Linked DNA regions of Sus scrofa: all the other regions are linked to region 1. The links are chromatin contacts, called in public Hi-C maps. All regions are on one chromosome and are shown on one strand. The core of a region is the stretch at or near the end of the contact, and the rest is flanking DNA. Distances in the headings are between cores, read along the strand shown. Region 1 holds the start of CCDC189 (coiled-coil domain-containing protein 189). Region 2 holds the start of VKORC1 (vitamin K epoxide reductase complex subunit 1). Region 3 holds the start of ZNF689 (zinc finger protein 689).

The links. Hi-C and Micro-C count contacts between places; a contact is called where the count stands out from the background.
Region 2: a contact with region 1 is called in a Hi-C map of liver, with 3 times the contacts expected there. The contact joins the promoter of VKORC1 here to the promoter of CCDC189 in region 1. A contact is called at or near these places in 2 of 5 promoter capture datasets (fetal liver and liver) and 2 of 47 Hi-C or Micro-C datasets (liver and skeletal muscle).
Region 3: a Hi-C map of liver shows a contact between it and region 1, with 4 times the contacts expected there. The contact joins the promoter of ZNF689 here to the promoter of CCDC189 in region 1. A contact is called at or near these places in 1 of 5 promoter capture datasets (liver) and 3 of 47 Hi-C or Micro-C datasets (heart right ventricle, liver and skeletal muscle).

What each region holds. Positions count from the first base shown.
Region 1 is chr3:17,633,281-17,638,357 of Sscrofa11.1, reverse strand. CCDC189 (coiled-coil domain-containing protein 189) reads right to left here and starts at 2,204. Exons shown (of 8, transcript XM_013992414.2): 1 at 1,697-2,204; 2 at 1,363-1,394; 3 at 969-1,034; 4 at 624-793. The coding sequence starts at 1,912. It overlaps RNF40 (E3 ubiquitin-protein ligase BRE1B), which reads left to right and starts at 2,368. Exons shown (of 20, transcript XM_021086412.1): 1 at 2,368-2,499; 2 at 2,609-2,811; 3 at 3,197-3,364; 4 at 3,499-3,640. The coding sequence starts at 2,680.
Region 2 is chr3:17,383,939-17,389,015 of Sscrofa11.1, reverse strand. It overlaps VKORC1 (vitamin K epoxide reductase complex subunit 1), which reads right to left and starts at 2,786. Exons shown (of 3, transcript XM_003124473.5): 1 at 2,400-2,786; 2 at 1,479-1,588; 3 at 1-320. The coding sequence starts at 2,572. The coding sequence ends at 112.
Region 3 is chr3:17,764,551-17,769,627 of Sscrofa11.1, reverse strand. ZNF689 (zinc finger protein 689) reads right to left here and starts at 2,888. Exons shown (of 3, transcript XM_021086420.1): 1 at 2,324-2,888; 2 at 1,996-2,109. The coding sequence starts at 2,528. It overlaps LOC110259905 (a long non-coding RNA gene), which reads right to left. Exons shown (of 2, transcript XR_002342364.1): 2 at 3,273-3,519. LOC110259906 (a long non-coding RNA gene) reads left to right here. Exons shown (of 4, transcript XR_002342366.1): 4 at 2,706-5,077.

The sequences.
Region 1 (5,077 bases), core at 955-3,454:
GAAATGAATCTGACTAGGAACCATGAGGTTGTGGGTTCAATCCCTGGCCTTGCTCAGTGGGTTAAGGATGTAGCACTGCCATGAGCTGCAGTGTAGGTTGCAGACACGGCTCGGATCTGGCATTGCTGTGGCTGTGGTGTAGGCTGGCAGCTGTAGCTTTAATTAGATCCCCTAGCCTGGGAACCTCCATATGCCGCGGGTGCGGCCCTAAGAAGCACAAAAAATAAGAAAAGAAAGAAAGAAGGAAATAGAGAGTTACCGTGTGGCTCAGCAGTAATGAACTCGACTAGTATCCAGGAGGATGCACATTCGATCCCTGGCCCCACTCTGGGTTAAGGATCTGGCATTGCTGTGGCTGAGGTGTATGTAGGCTGGCAGCTGTAGCTCCGATTTGACCCCTAACCTGGGAACTTCCGAATGCCATGGGAGTAGCGCTTAAAAGAAAAAAAAAAATAGGAAATGGAGGATTTGAAAGGTGAGGTGAGATAAGTTGTGTGTGATGATACTCCTAGTAATGTCAGAACCATGGTTTCAGGTGGTAATCCTGCTTTGACTCCCCTGGTCACTTGTGCCATCCTCCTCCTCTGCCCTGGACTCAACTCTCGGGTAGCCTCTCCTCTTACCGATACAGGCCTTGTGAAGATCTTGGAGCAGGGCACAAGCTGTTGATGTCTGCTCCAGTGAGAAGCCCTGATGGCGGCAGAAGATGAGTATGTGGGAGAAGAGGTCCAGGGTGATGGCATCTCGCAGGTTCTGCTCAGGACAGCTGAGCCCCAACAACTCAGCCAGCACCCTTGGGAAGGAGAGAGGAAGGAATGAGTGGCAACTAGAGTCTCCCTTCATCTCCCTTCACCACCCTACACTAAGTCACAAGGTGCTTTGGAGCCAGGCATTCCTCATGCCTTCCCAGCCCACTGCCTCAGCCTTCTCCAAGAGCCAGTTCTTCCTGTCCCTACTCCCCGCCATACTCCCTCATCTCCTCCACGTTGGTTGTCTTCTCCAGCCTCTGCATGGAATGGATGTCGAGGTACTTCCTATCATAGGAAAAGAGGGGAAAAGGTGTTGGCCATTATGCATTAGTCTTAGGACAAGGCTATGATGGCTAGAGCGTAGGACTGGGAAGCAAGAGACCTGAGTTAAGAGGTTTGGCTCTTCCACTAACTCGCTGTGTAACTTTATAACAAAGTCACTGAGGCAGCGGGAGACCTGGCTTATAGTCATCTTGGGTAATTGTATCTCTGGGCCTCAGTCTCCTTGTCTGTAAAATGGGAATTCCGTCCTGTTTGACAGGCTCGTAAGGAAGCGCTAAAGGAATAATACAAGTGTGAAGGGTAACTTTCCCTCAAAGCTCTTCACACTCACCATATGCAGATCCGGGGCTGGGGTAGCGGCGGCTGCGGGAGAGAAAGCGGATTGGGAAAGGCAGAGCTGCGTTGTTAGTCCTGGCCCGTGGTTCTTTGCCCTTGGTGAATCTCTGGTGGTCTAACAACGCGATACCTTGCCTTCTCATCTTAAAAACTGTGTACTAGCAATACCGGCGGGCTGGGCTTCGGCGATCCCTAAGTACTATTCATGAGCGTATTGACAAGCAGTTCAAGCCTGCCTCTTCACCAAGGCAGCCCGGGAAACAAACGGCCCCCTGCCTGGGAGCCCTTTTATAAACATTCATGAGCAGACCACTCTGACCTGTCCTCACCGGGAACAAGTTGGCTGCAGGATCTTCATTCGCATCCACTGAGGCCACGGTCCCTGACTCGGTCCGCACTCCTGTTCCCATCCTCTTGGCCGATTCATCCAACGAGCTGAGGTCCTTCTCATGGTCTTTCTCATGTTCTCGCCGCAGTTCGGAGTGCTGGTCCAGCTCCGACCGCCTTTTCAGTCGCCGGAATTGGCTGGATTTCCGGCGGATCATCTGGTCGCTCCTCTGTGTCGCGGGTCCCCACCGTCTTTATCCTGCCTCGGTTCTGGGACAGCCGATCTCGGGCGGCGACTGCCAAGGCCTGGCCCTTATCGACGCTTCAGCCAATCTACGCTGCAGAGAGGCCGGGTACAGCCAATCGGCTGGGGGCGTCCCTCCGTCTCAACGGTGACGGTTGCTAAGGAGGATCCAGTAGGAAGGGAGAAAGTGTACCGTGCTCGCCAAACTGTGAGAAGAGAATGCGCATGCATAATAAGATGCAAACCCCGCCCCGGTGCCCTCTCTTCGAAGTTGTTAATCTGAGGCAGGCGGCGTTATTAGGACTGCGGAGTGGAAGTGTGTTGTCAGTTACCATGGCAACTGCCTACCGGCCAATCACTGAGAGAAAGAGGAGGTGTTCAGAAAGAAACCAAACGGACGCAAGAGGAGGAACAAAGCACAACCAATAGAAACAGGAACTGGAGAAGATTTCGCCACATCCGGCGCTGCCTCTGGCGCCTGCGCTCTGTGCTGGGGGGCGGGGGTGCCCAGTGACGTCCGGTGAAGTCCAAGATGGCGGCGCTAGGCTGATCCTGCTGCTGGTGAGGGGCCCGGGGCCGGCGGGGCGGGGTCCGGCAGCTGTGTGCGGGGGTAGGCTCGTGGCTGCGGACCTCCGTCCCCTTCCCCAGCTCTACTCTCTGTCTTCTGCAGGTGACGGAAGTGCCGAGTCCGCCTGCCTGACGTCCTCGAGAGACCGGGGGCCGCTCCTCGCCGCCGCGGCCATGTCTGGGCCCGGCAACAAACGCGCCGCCGGCGATGGGGGCTCGGGGCCCCCAGAGAAGAAGCTGAACCGCGAGGAGAAGACAACAACAACGCTTATAGAGCCCATTCGTCTTGGGGGCATCTCTTCCACGGTTCGTGGGCTCCTGCCCCAGCCCGCCCAACTTCCCAGAACCGTTTTCCCAGTTCCCCAAGTTTAACCAGATCCACTTTACAGAGCATTCTGTTGAAGGAAACCTAGGACATGACGTCTGCCTTCCCCTCGCAGATAGGCAAACAGGTTCCCAGAGAGCGTGTGACAGACATGTCAGACTTCAGGTAGAAAGAGGCAGGAGCAGAACGTGACGCTCCTTACAAACAAGACGCTTCCTCCGTGGGTGTCTGAGCTTTGTATGTCCTGTTAGCAGTCTGCTCCCCTCTCACATCCGTTCTATCTGCTTTCCTTTGTCTCTTTCTCTGATTGGTTTCTTGGGCCCTTCTTGACCCTCTCTCTCCTCGGCCCCTCTGTTTCCTTGGTAGGAGGAGATGGACCTGAAGGTTCTGCAGTTCAAGAACAAGAAACTAGCAGAGCGATTGGAACAGAGACAGGCTTGTGAAGATGAACTCCGAGAACGAATTGAGAAACTGGAGAAGAGGCAGGCTACAGATGATGCCACACTCCTCATTGTCAATCGCTACTGGGCCCAGGTGAATGCCCCTCTCCTTTACAAGACTGGGCTTTGATCCAGCTGCCAGTTCTCAGACTTCTCTGTTAGAAAGGGAGTATCATGCTAGGAAGCACCTGAGGGATTCCTAACATTTTTGGTGCTTTCTCCTTTCAGCTGGATGAAACTGTGGAAGCCCTTCTCCGACACCATGAGAGCCAGGGGGAGCTGTCTTCAGGGCCAGAGGCGCCTGGGACCCAGGAAGGGCCAACGCGTGATGAGACCCCTCTCACAGAGCCAGGAACATCGGAGCTGAGGGGTAGGGCCAGAACCCTAGGATCTAGGAAGCTTAATTAAGTTCTGGGAAAGGTCCTGGAGAGGAAAGGATCTTGATAATCAGGCTGCTGAATTCCCTGCCTATACAAACACACACACACACAATTGATTTTATATTTGGGCAGCAAATCACAGTGGATAAGAACAGAGACTTTGGAATCTGAATGACTTGGTTAAGAGTACAATTCAGGTTTTATTTATTTATTTTTTTTGTCTTTTTGTCTTTTTGTTGTTGTTGTTGCTATTTCTTGGGCCACTCCCGCGGCATATGGAGGTTCCCAGGCTAGGGGTTGAATCGGAGCTGTAGCCACCGGCCTACGCCAGAGCCACAGCAACGCGGGATCCGAGCCGCATCTGCAACCTCCACCACAGCTCACGGCAACGCCGGATCGTTAACCCACTGAGCAAGGGCAGGGACCGAACCCGCAACCTCATGGTTCCTAGTCGGATTCGTTAACCACTGCGCCACGACGGGAACTCCCAATTCAGGTTTTAAAAGTATTACATGTATTTGTATTATGACTGTGTACTTGGCACTGGTGTAGATTTGGAGGAGACAAAGATAGTTAAAAAAAAAAAAATTACTGGGAGTTCCCTGGTGGCTCAGTGGGTTAAGGATTGGCACTGTCACTGTGTGGATGAGTTCGAATCCTGGCCTGGGAACTTTTGCATGCCGTGGGTGTGGCTGGGAAAAAAAAAAAAAGGAAAAGAAACACTGTCTTAGCTATTAGGGTGAAAGTGACTGTAAACCACACACACACATAAAAGCAGAAGGGCTCCTGAATGGGAATTGGTATGTGTGCACTAATTTATTTATTTATTTATTTATTTTTGTCTTTTGTCTTTTTTGTTGTTGTTGTTATTGTTGCTATTTCTTGGGCCGCTCCCACGGCATATGGAGGTTCCCAGGCTAGGGGTTGAATCGGAGCTGTAGCCACCAGCCTATGCCAGAGCCACAGCAACGCGGGATCCGAGCCGTGTCTGCAACCTACACCACAGCTCACGGCAATGCCGGATCATTAACCCACTGAGCAAGGGCAGGGACCGAACCCGCAACCTCATGGTTCCTAGTCGGATTCGTTAACCACTGTGCCACGACGGGAACTCCTTTTTTTGTGTGTGTGTATGTGTGCACTAATTTAGTTTGGGAAGGCAGAGAAGGCATTTCTGAGGAAATGTTTGGAAGCTCTCCGTCCTTGAGGAAATTACCTCCTGGAACCTCAGTCGTTGCCTTTTTTTTTTTTTTTTTTTTTTATTTTTTTATTTTTAGGGCCACACCCACGGCACATGGAGGTTTCCAGGCTAGGGGTCCAATTGGAGCTATAGCAACGCCAGATCCACGCGGCATCTGCGACCTACACCACAGCTCACGGCAATGCCGGATCCTTAGCCCACTGAGCGAGGCCAGGTATCAAACCCT
Region 2 (5,077 bases), core at 1,537-4,036, 250 kb after region 1:
GATGGAGGAGGCAAGTTGCAGACACTTCTAAGGATCCGGATGTAGTCCCCTTGGGCAAGGGTCATATGCCAAAGGAGAGCAGATAAAGTCGGCCTGGCTTGGGGTGAGGGCTCAGTGCTCCTTGACCTTGCTCTGGGGTCCCTGCATCTCCCGGAAACTGAGCACCATCAGGCCCAGGTTGATGGCGTAGGTGGTGAGGCAAACGATGCAGAAATCATAAAGCACGAAGAAGAGGATCCAGGCCAGGTAGACAGAACCAGCTAGAGACACCAGGGAACTCAGCACCAGCAGGACAGATGCCCAGCGGCCCCGTAGGCAACCTGCAAGGCAGAAGAGGGTCAGGCCTGGGCTTTGGGGACTGCTCACCTCTAGAACATGCTGTGACTCCATGGTGCCACCCAGAAGACTCTCTAAAATGACAGGCTCTGGGAGTTGCCACTGTGGTGCAAGGGGTTAAGGATCCAGCTTGTCTCTGTGGCATTGCCGGTTCAATCCCCAGCCCAGCACAGTGGGTTAAGGATCCAGCATGCTCACATTCGATCCTTGGCCCGGAGACTTCCAGACGCCATAGGTGCAGCTGAAAAGGGGAAAAGAAGAAAAAAAGAAAGAGAAAGAAAGGCTCTGAGGCCCCACCAAGGCCTTGATTCGTTATCTGTTCAATGATCCCTGGGACCCAAATAGTGAATTTTCCTGCCAAGATCTACATGAAATGATAGACAAGAAATCCTTGGATTCCCCCCAGAAAGGAACTTCTGAGTCTTTCCCACAAAATCGGGCTCCTAGGAAGTCTTTAAGGGCCCTTCTGGTTCTGAGAATAAAGACTCCTGTTTCCACCTCCAGGGTGCTCAGTGGTGAGCAGTTGGCGGTCAGCTGTCTAGGTCACCAAAATTGCCAAGGGAGGAGTTCCCATGCTGGCGCAGTGGTAATGAACCTGACTAGTATCCATGAGGATGCAGGTTTGATCCTTGGCCTCACTCAGTGGGTGAGGGATCCAAGGTTGCTGTGAGCTGTGGTGCAGGTTGCAGATGCCTCTCTGATCCTGCGTTGCTGTGGTTGTGGTGTAGCTCCGATTCGACCCCTAGCCTGGGAACTTTCACGTGCCACAAGTGCAGCCCTAAAAAAGACAAAAAAAGGAGTTCCTGTAGTGGTGGAGTGGTTAACGAATCCAACTAGGAACCATGAGGTTGCGGGTTCGGTCCCTGCCCTTGCTCAGTGGGTTAATGATCCGGCGTTGCCCTGAGCTGTGGTGTAGGTTGCAGACGCGCTCGGATCCCCCACTGCTGTGGCTCTGACGTAGGCTGGTGGCTACAGCTCCGACTCGACCCCTAGCCTGGGAACCTCCATATGCCGCAGGAGCGGCCCAAGAAATAGCAAAAAGCCAAAAAAAAAAAAAAAAAAAAAAAGATTGCCAAGGGATGGGGCTGGGCTGGCCAAGAGGGGAAGGGGCCTGTCACGTCATGAGAGGGTGCAACACTCACCTAACAACAGCTGTAGTGTGTAGAAGATGCAGCCAAATATGCTGTTGGATTGATTGAGGACGCTGTCCTTGCCCAGCACCTGCTCCACCAGTCCGAAGCCCTGGCCCCACCTGGCGGAGGGGAGGCCCCAGGTTAGGAGTGTCAACTGTGGCCCCTGACATGGGAAGAGCATTTCCAGCGAACCACCAGGGCTGTCCTTCCCCTTCTCCCTCTTCCCCCAACCCCCACCTGAGTCCAAGGGTCAATGACCTCCTGGTATGGCCTTTCTTTGGCCACGTCAGGATCCCATGTCACTGCCCCTATCCTCCCCCATCTTCGGGTCAGACCACGCCTGACCATGGCTCCCCCATAGACTGCTCTTTTCATCTTAGACTTTCAATAATTCATAAGATGGCAAGGTGGATATAACTCTTCATCTTGCCTTATGATTACCAGAGACTGGGAAACGAGGGCAGAATCTCCCTGTCCTGGACCCCTAAACTTCCAACATCCTGGCCACGCACTCCCCTCCTCTCTCTTAGGTCATCCCACTAACCCTGGACTCTAGAGCACAGTCGGACCTGGCCACCTTGGCCCCAGGTACGGCCGTCCTCAAGACCATCATCAGTGCCTACACGTGCTCACACCTCCCCGTCGTGCCCAGTCACTGTTATTCCTCGTCATCAGGATCCACGTGCACTCCCTCGAATAACTTCAGTACAAAGCACTATCTGCCCCTTCGGCCTCACACTTCTAACTCGGACACACCCATTTCACCAGGCAACGCCCCCTTGAGCAGCTCGCCCCTGTGCGTCCGCTCCCCGGGCACCCAGATCCCACATTTGAGGATCATCTGGCAACCTGGCCGCCATGCACACCCGGTTCCCATGCACCACTTCTACGAACAGGCAGGTCCCCCAAGCCTTCCACGCGCGCGCGCACCTGGAGGAGAAGACGCGGGAACAACTGATGGCGGTGCCCACGTCGCAGAGAGCGCGGTAATTCCGGTCCCGGGCGCGCGCCGCCTTCACGTGCAGAGCGTAGAGAGACAGCACTAAGCCCGCGAGGCAAAGCGCGAACCGCACCCAGCCAGGATTCCGCCAGGTAGTGCCCATGTCTTCTGGTCCCGCCCGAGTGGTCCCGCCCGAGGCACCAGCCGAAATGGAGCCAGCCACGGAGCAGGGGCGGGGCAGGATCTGGCCACTCCCCCTCTCGCCCCTCTGACTGGGCGATTGGCCTGCTGGTCTCGTACTCCCTGACCTAATTGGTTGTTCCTAGGACTTGGCAGGCGTGCTGCGGCACTAAGAAAACAGTTGAGGAATGCTGGGACTGGAAAACCAGATCAAGGGACGTGGGTATTTACGGATTTGAAGGCCTACCAGGCATGATGGGAGTTGTAGTCTGGGCGGCCGCAATGCCTCACGGGTAATGGAGTCTCCGGAGTTTTAAAAATTATATTGGTTTTTAAATTACAGTATATAGCGCTTATTCTATGCCAAGTCCTGTTCTAACTTTGAAACATCCAAGACCGAGAGACCAGCGGATCAGGGAATCCAGCAAACATAGCGATGCAATCAAGAACCAAGCGTTTTCCCTGAAATTATCTCAAACTTTTTTGGACTCCAACTTTCGATCAGCCTAGCTTGCTTAGCCATTCCCTCCTGCTGCACCAGCGCCTCCTAATGGCCGATTTCTCTCTCCGTTTCTCCCCTACATTCCCAGCTCTGTCACGTCCACCCTACCCTGGACAGTATCTTAACCTCTGTTCTATTGTGGCGCCACCTGGCGAAACCTGAGCCCAGATCAACTCAACAGTCCCTCCTTTCCAAGCCCTCGGTGGGCTAGCTGAGCTCTCCCCTACACAGATGTAGCATCTACTGACTGAAGACCCATCTCACCTATATCTCTTCTTCCTTCCCATTTGCATTAAAACTTTTCACGATTCTTTTTTTTTTTTTTTTTTTTTGACCATGCCTGCCACAGCATGTGGAAGTTCCTGGGCCAGGTATGAAATAGGCGCCACAGCAGCAACCCAAGCTGCTTCAGTGACAACGGCCAGATCTTTAACCCACTGCGCACAAAAGACCTCTCACTTTCCCGCATTTTAGAAGCTGCAACCGTCGTGGCTCAGTGGTTAATGAATCCGACTAGGAACCATGAGGTTGCAGGTTCAATCCCTGGCCTTGCTCAGTGGGTTAAGGATCCGGCGTTGCCATGAGCTGTGGTGTAGGTCGCAGATGTGGCTCCGATCCCGTGTTGCTGTGGCTGTGGTGTAGGTAGGCAGCTACAGCTCTGATTAGATCCCTAGCCTGGGAACTTCCATATGCCACATGAGTGGCCCTAGAAAAGGCAAAATGACAAAAAAAAAAAAAAAAAAAAAAAAAAAAAAAGAAGAAGCTGCAACAAATATCCCTTCACAATCAAATGTTTGGGAAGATTTTACACTGCCAATCTCTTCTTCCTTGCTGCCCAGCACACCATAAACTAGCTCCTGCCCCCAGTATTCCCCTGACAACTAATGCCTGGTGTCCCCAAGATGCCAAATACAATGGATATTTTTCAGTTCTTATCATGCTTGACCTCCCAACAGTATTAGACACTGTTAGGCACACCTTCCTGGGAATTCTCTCTTCCTCTGGCTTCTGTGATATTTCTCCTGCTGGCCCTCCTCTCTCTCTGGCTGCTTCTCTTTTCAGGCCCACTCCTCTTCTTCCAGACAATGTGATCAATGGATTACTGGCTCCCAAAGTTGTCCTTGTCCTAATTCCTGGGACTGGTGAACATGTTAGTTTACATGGAGAATGGGAATTAAGGTTAAGGATGGAATTAAGGTCACAAATCTGCTGACTTTATAACAGATTATCATGTGGGTCCAATGTAATCACAAGGTTCCTTAAAAGCGAAAAGGGGCAGCAGAAAAGAGTGCAAGGGAGTTGTGACTACAGAAGAGAACCCCCGGAAGATGCACTGTTCCTGGCTTTGAAGACAGAGGAAGGGGTGGGGGTGGGGCATGAGCTCTAGAAGAAGCAGGAAAAGGCAAAGACATTGATTCTTAGAATCCCGCCGTGGCACAGTGGGTTAAGAATCCGACTGGAAAGCACAATTTTGATCTCTGGCCTGGGAACTTCCATATGCCCCTCTCCAAAAGATGTAGATTTTTTTTTTTTTTTTGTCTTTTTAGGGCCTCACCCATGGCATGTGGAGGTTCCTGGGCTAGGGGTCTAATCGGAGCTATTGCTGCCAACCTATGCCAGGGCCACAGCAACACCAGATCCAAGCCGCATCTGCGACCTACACCACAGCTCACAGCAACGCCGGATCCTTAACCCACTGAGCGAGGCCAGGATGAACCTGAAACCTCACGGTTCCTAGTCGGGTTCGTTTCCGCTGTGCCACGACAGGAACTCCAGGATGTAGTTTTTTCATTCTGCCTTTCTATAGCTCAAAGAATAAAGCCCAATATTTCTTTCATATGTTTAACAAATGTTTCCTGAGCACCTATTATGCCCCAAGAATCACGTTAGGGGCACAGGATAAATCAGTAAAGCAGATACATACTCTGGTCTTATATTTTAGGAGAAAAAATGAGCAATTAATATAATAAACACATAAAGTATATA
Region 3 (5,077 bases), core at 1,639-4,138, 130 kb before region 1:
AGCCTGGGAATCTCCATAGGCTGCGTGAGCGGCCCCGGAAAAGGCAAAAAGACACACACACACACAAAATTAAAAAGTTTTTGGAGTTCCTGCCGTGGCTCAGCCGTTAATGAACCTGACTAGTGTCCATGAGGACGCAGGTTTGATCCCTGGCCTTACTCAGTGGGTTAAGGATCCAGCATTGCTGGTTGTAAATGTGTATCAGATCCAGCATTGCTGTGGCTGTGGTGTGAAAACAAATGCAAGAAGTGAAAACTAATGAGGTAGGAATTAGCAATAACTAGGTCATGAGGCCCCCTAAACCAATGCTTCTCAAATTTTATTGGGAACCAAATCGTTTGGAGGCTGTAATGAAACAGACTGCTGAGCTCCACTTCCAGCTTTGGATTCAGCCCGTCTAGGGTGTGCCCCAAGAATCTGCCTTTTCTAATATATTCCCAAATGCTGCTGTTGCTTCTGGTGTCTTAAGGCCACAGAGAACCAAACCAGAAACCTAAGGGTTCACTCAAATTAACTGAAGCGATTATTTAAAAACAAAAAACAAAAACGAAAACACACACCAAACTTCCCTGGTGTCCTAGCGTTGGCATTGTCACTCCTGTGGCTAAGGTTTGATCCCTGGCCTGGGAACTTCTGTAGGCCGTGGACACAGACAAAAGGAAAACGGATTAGTTCCCACTGTGGCATAATGGAATCAGAAGCATCTCGGGAGCACTGGAACACAGGTTTGATCCCCTGCTGGGCACAGCAGGTTAAGGATCGGGCACTGCCTCAGCTGGGGTTTAGGTCGCAGCTGAGGTTGGGACCTGATGCCTGGCCCAGGGAACTCCATATGCCTCAGGGTGGCCAAAAAAAAGTTCCCGTTGTGGCGCAGCGCTAATGAACCCAACTAGTATCCATGAGGACGTGGGTCCGATCCCTGGCCTCGCTCAGTGGGTTAAGGATCTGGCGTTTCTATGGCTGTGGTGTAGGCCAGCAGCTACAGCTCCGATTAGACCCCTAGCCTGGGAACCTCCATATGCCTCGGATGCAGCCGTAAAAAGACAAAAAAAAAAAAAAGTTCCCCAAGTGACCTAGTTATAACCGACAGCAATTTGACAACCTGACTTGGTGAAAACTTAAAAGTTTTTAAGCAAGGAAATACCATGTCAGATTTGAATCTTAGAAAGACAGCCCCGCTCTTAGACAATCTGGCACAGAAGCTCCGGACAGTTGCAGCTGCCCCTGTGGGTGGATGTGGGGCTCTTCTACCTGCACGGCCTTTATCAGGGCCTTGCCTGATCCTGAGGAGAGCTGCAGATTCCTGCACTCATCAGGGTCATCCTGCCAGAAGGGCAAAAACAGGCCCTGCACCCCAGACCCCGTGCTACATAAGATCCCTTCAACCCAACCCCAGAAAACTCAAGAGGTGTAGTATCTTAGTCACAGCCTAGTTCAAAGCAGGCAGAAGGCAGAGTCCTAAAAGTAGGCAGAAGGATAGTAGCTCTTTCTCTTTTTTTATGGCCACATCTGCAGCATAAGGAAGTCCCCAGGCTAGGGGTCCAATTGGAGCTGCAGGCCATGGCCACAGCCACACCGGATCCCAACTGTATCTGCCAGCTATACATCATGGCTTAGCAGCAACACCAGATCCTTAACCCCACTGAACAAGGCCAGGGATCGAACTGGAATCCTTGGGGGGTACTGGTTGGGTTCTTAACTTGCTGAGCCACAACAGAGAACTCCAGTAGCTCTTTTTTTAAAAAAAAAAAAAAAAAAAAAGCTCAGGGATCCACTCACACAACAGACAACCGCAGGTGGTTAGTTTACAAACTGACAAGTGTATCGTTGGTGGAGGGAGGGACTCACCATCAATGAGACAAGAACCCCTAAGCTGTGAAAATGAACACAGTCAGTGGAGCATTACAGCATAGGTCATCGGTACCCCTGGCCACCAAAACACTGGACCAAGTCATTAGAGGCTGCAAACCCTCCACAGAGGCATCTTTCACTCACTTCTCTGGACTGTTACCCCCCTTGGGCACTCCTGTGGATCCAGGGCAGCCGGTTCCCAATCATCGGTATTTCGTTCCAACCAGGAGATGAGGGATGGTTTGGGACCTGCGCACCCTGGGGAAGGAGAACCAGTCAGAGGCCCAGATCGTCCACAACGCTGGGTAGATACATCTACCCGGTGCATCTCCTGCCAAGCCCCCGTCCTCCTCCCTTCACACAACCTGGTCGCAGGCCAGGACCTCGGACACTCTGGTCTCCCTGCCCTTCCCCCGCCCCCCATCTCCTCCATCCCTTCGGCCCCGCGGAAGCGGACTGGGCCGGGCCTCACCGAGCGAGCCCAGGTGGCCGTAGGTCTCCCGCATCACGTCCCGGTACAGGGCCCTCTGCGCGGGCCGCAGACACCCCCACTCCTCCGGGGAGAAGTACACGGCCACGTCCGCGAACTTCACCGCCCTTGGCCTCCTTCCCCTTCTCCGGCCGGGTCCGGCCTCTCCCGCTCCCCGCGCGGGGAGCGGAGCGGAAGGCCGCGCCATTGGGCCCGAGAAGCCGGCGCCACGACCGTCCCCGTCCCGGCCTCGGCCCCTGGGAGCTGGCTGGCCCCGAGGTTTGGGAGCCCCCGCCGGACCCGGGCGGAGCGTGCCCAGGGAGGCCCGGAGGGAACCGGAATCGGCCGCCTGCGGGGCTAACGGAAACCTTTCGCTGTTATTCAGGAAACTCCTGCCCGAACTTGGGTGAAAGGCACCGGAAGATGCCTTCGGGGAAAATGGCGGCGCCGCTACTGCACCGCCTTTGCCTGAAACACAGGCAGCTTCCAGCTATCGATTTTATTGACCGGAGCGCCATGCCGGCTTCCTAACCTCTTTGCCCTCAAGTGTGATGGCGCTGCGATTGGGCTTCACGCCCTTTTTCCCCCATTCCACGAGCTCATTGGGCGGCGACCGAAGATCGAGCATTCTGATTGGGTGATGCCAAAAGCGGCCTGTTTAAATGAAGCCAACGGAAACGTAAGGGCAGGGAGTTGGACTCGGCGTTAGGCGACTGCCGTGAGTCTGGAGGCGCCAAGGGCGACCCCACTTGGGATCTGTAAAGATCCCCCGATAAGCCGAGGTAGGGAAGGATTTGTGCGACGGAGCCACTCTGGCCAACCCGGGTCTGAGATTTCCCTGGTTTGCCTTATAGTGGCTTTCTCAGAGAAGCCTTCGAGGCAGATAGCGTGTAACTACCTTGTGGCCTTTTAGGGAGGAGAATTGGGCTCAAGTACCACGCCCAGCACATCACACATTTCGTCTTATTTATTTTTTGTTACCATTGTGTGAAGGGATGATTATCAACCTAGTTCTACTAACTAAGAAAATCTCAGAGGGGTCCTGCTAGTAAGGAAAGCGAGCAAAGATTTTGTCCATTGAAAAAAAACGCAGGACCTAAAAATTGCACGTTGGGGACTTTGCTGAGCACTGCAACCTCCCAGATAGCTCCGAGGAACTGCTCCAGAGAGGCAGGAGCCAGGATATATAGCAGTTTTTCCTGAAAAAAATAGAAGTTTTATTCTTTATAAAACTTCACACACACACACACACACACAGCCACGCGACATTTAGCCATCGATTTTGTTGAGGCCTGGTTATACATTGGCTAATGCAAGAGGCATTAATCTTATAAAACACAATACACAAGATATAAGTAATATAGATAATAACATTAATATGTTCATAGGAGTTCCTGCTATGGCACAGTGGGTTAAGAATCTCACTGCAGGAGTTCCCATCATGGCTCAGTGGTTAACGAATCTGACTGGGAACCCTGAGGTTGTGAGTTCGATCCCTGGCCTTGCTCAGTGGGTTAGGGATCCGGCATTTCCATGAGCTGTGGTGTAGGTTGCAGACACGGCTCGGATCCCCGCGTTGCTGTTGCTGGATTGGACCCCTAGCCTGGAACCTCCATATGCCGCAGGAGCGGCCCAAGAAATGGGAAAAAAAAAGACCAAAAAAAAAAGAATCATCACACTGCAGCTGCTCAAGTTGCTGCCCAGGTATGGGTTCAATCCCCAGTCAGATGCAGTGAATCCTGTGTGCGGCATAGGTCTCAGATGCAGCTTGGATTCAACTGCCAACCTGGAAACTTCCATATAACGCAGTTTTGTCTGTTTAAAAAAAAAAAAAGAAGCGTTCTCGTGGCTCAGCAGTGATGAACCTGACTAGTATCCATGAGGACTTGGGTTCGATCCCTGGCCTTGGTCAGTGGCTTAAGGATCTGGCGTTGCCATGAGCTGCATTGTAGGTCACAGATGTACTCGATCCCATGTTACTGGGGCTGTGGTGTAGGCCTGCAGCTGTAGCTCCAATTCGACCCCTAGCCTGGGAATCTCCATATGCCGCACCTGCAGCTGTAAAAAGAAAAAAACAAAACCCAAAGCAACCTGCAGTAAGCCTTCATTGAGTTCTACTCTGTCCAAGGATGGTGACTGTTACCTGAACAAATTACTGGGGAAGCACGTGGAATTCCATGATTGTCCCCCAAAAGGCAGAGTCCCTCCTCCTAATAGCTTTCCAGATCGCTAACTCAGTGGGACCAATGACTTTGGTCTATGAACAGGTAGGATGTAAGGAGAGCAGTGCTGTTCGATATACATTTGTTGACTAAACACCTGAATTCCATGGCTGTGAAATCTCGGGCACAAGGCAGAACTTCAGGAAAGTTCTAATGTAGTACAGGATACACTTAGGGTAACACTGGAGGACTGGAAGGGGAGGTTGGTGCAGGGCTTCATCCTGTACATCGGGGAGCTCTAGATCAGTCTAGAGAAACAAATGACCTTTCATTGATGTTTTAGTAAGACTGCGCCGGGAGTCTGCAAGATGAACTGATAGCTTTGTGCCTACTCTCTCTGCACACACATACTTCTGCTTGGAGAAATAAGAATGTAAACTTAGGCTGCAAAAGGAATAAAAAGGCAAATGAATAGCAAAAATTTCTTTTTGTTTGTTTGGGGTTTTTTTGTTTGTTTTGTCTTATTGGGGTTTTTTTTGTTGTGCCCACAGCATATGGAAGTTCCTAGGCCAGGGATCGAACCTGTGCCACAGCA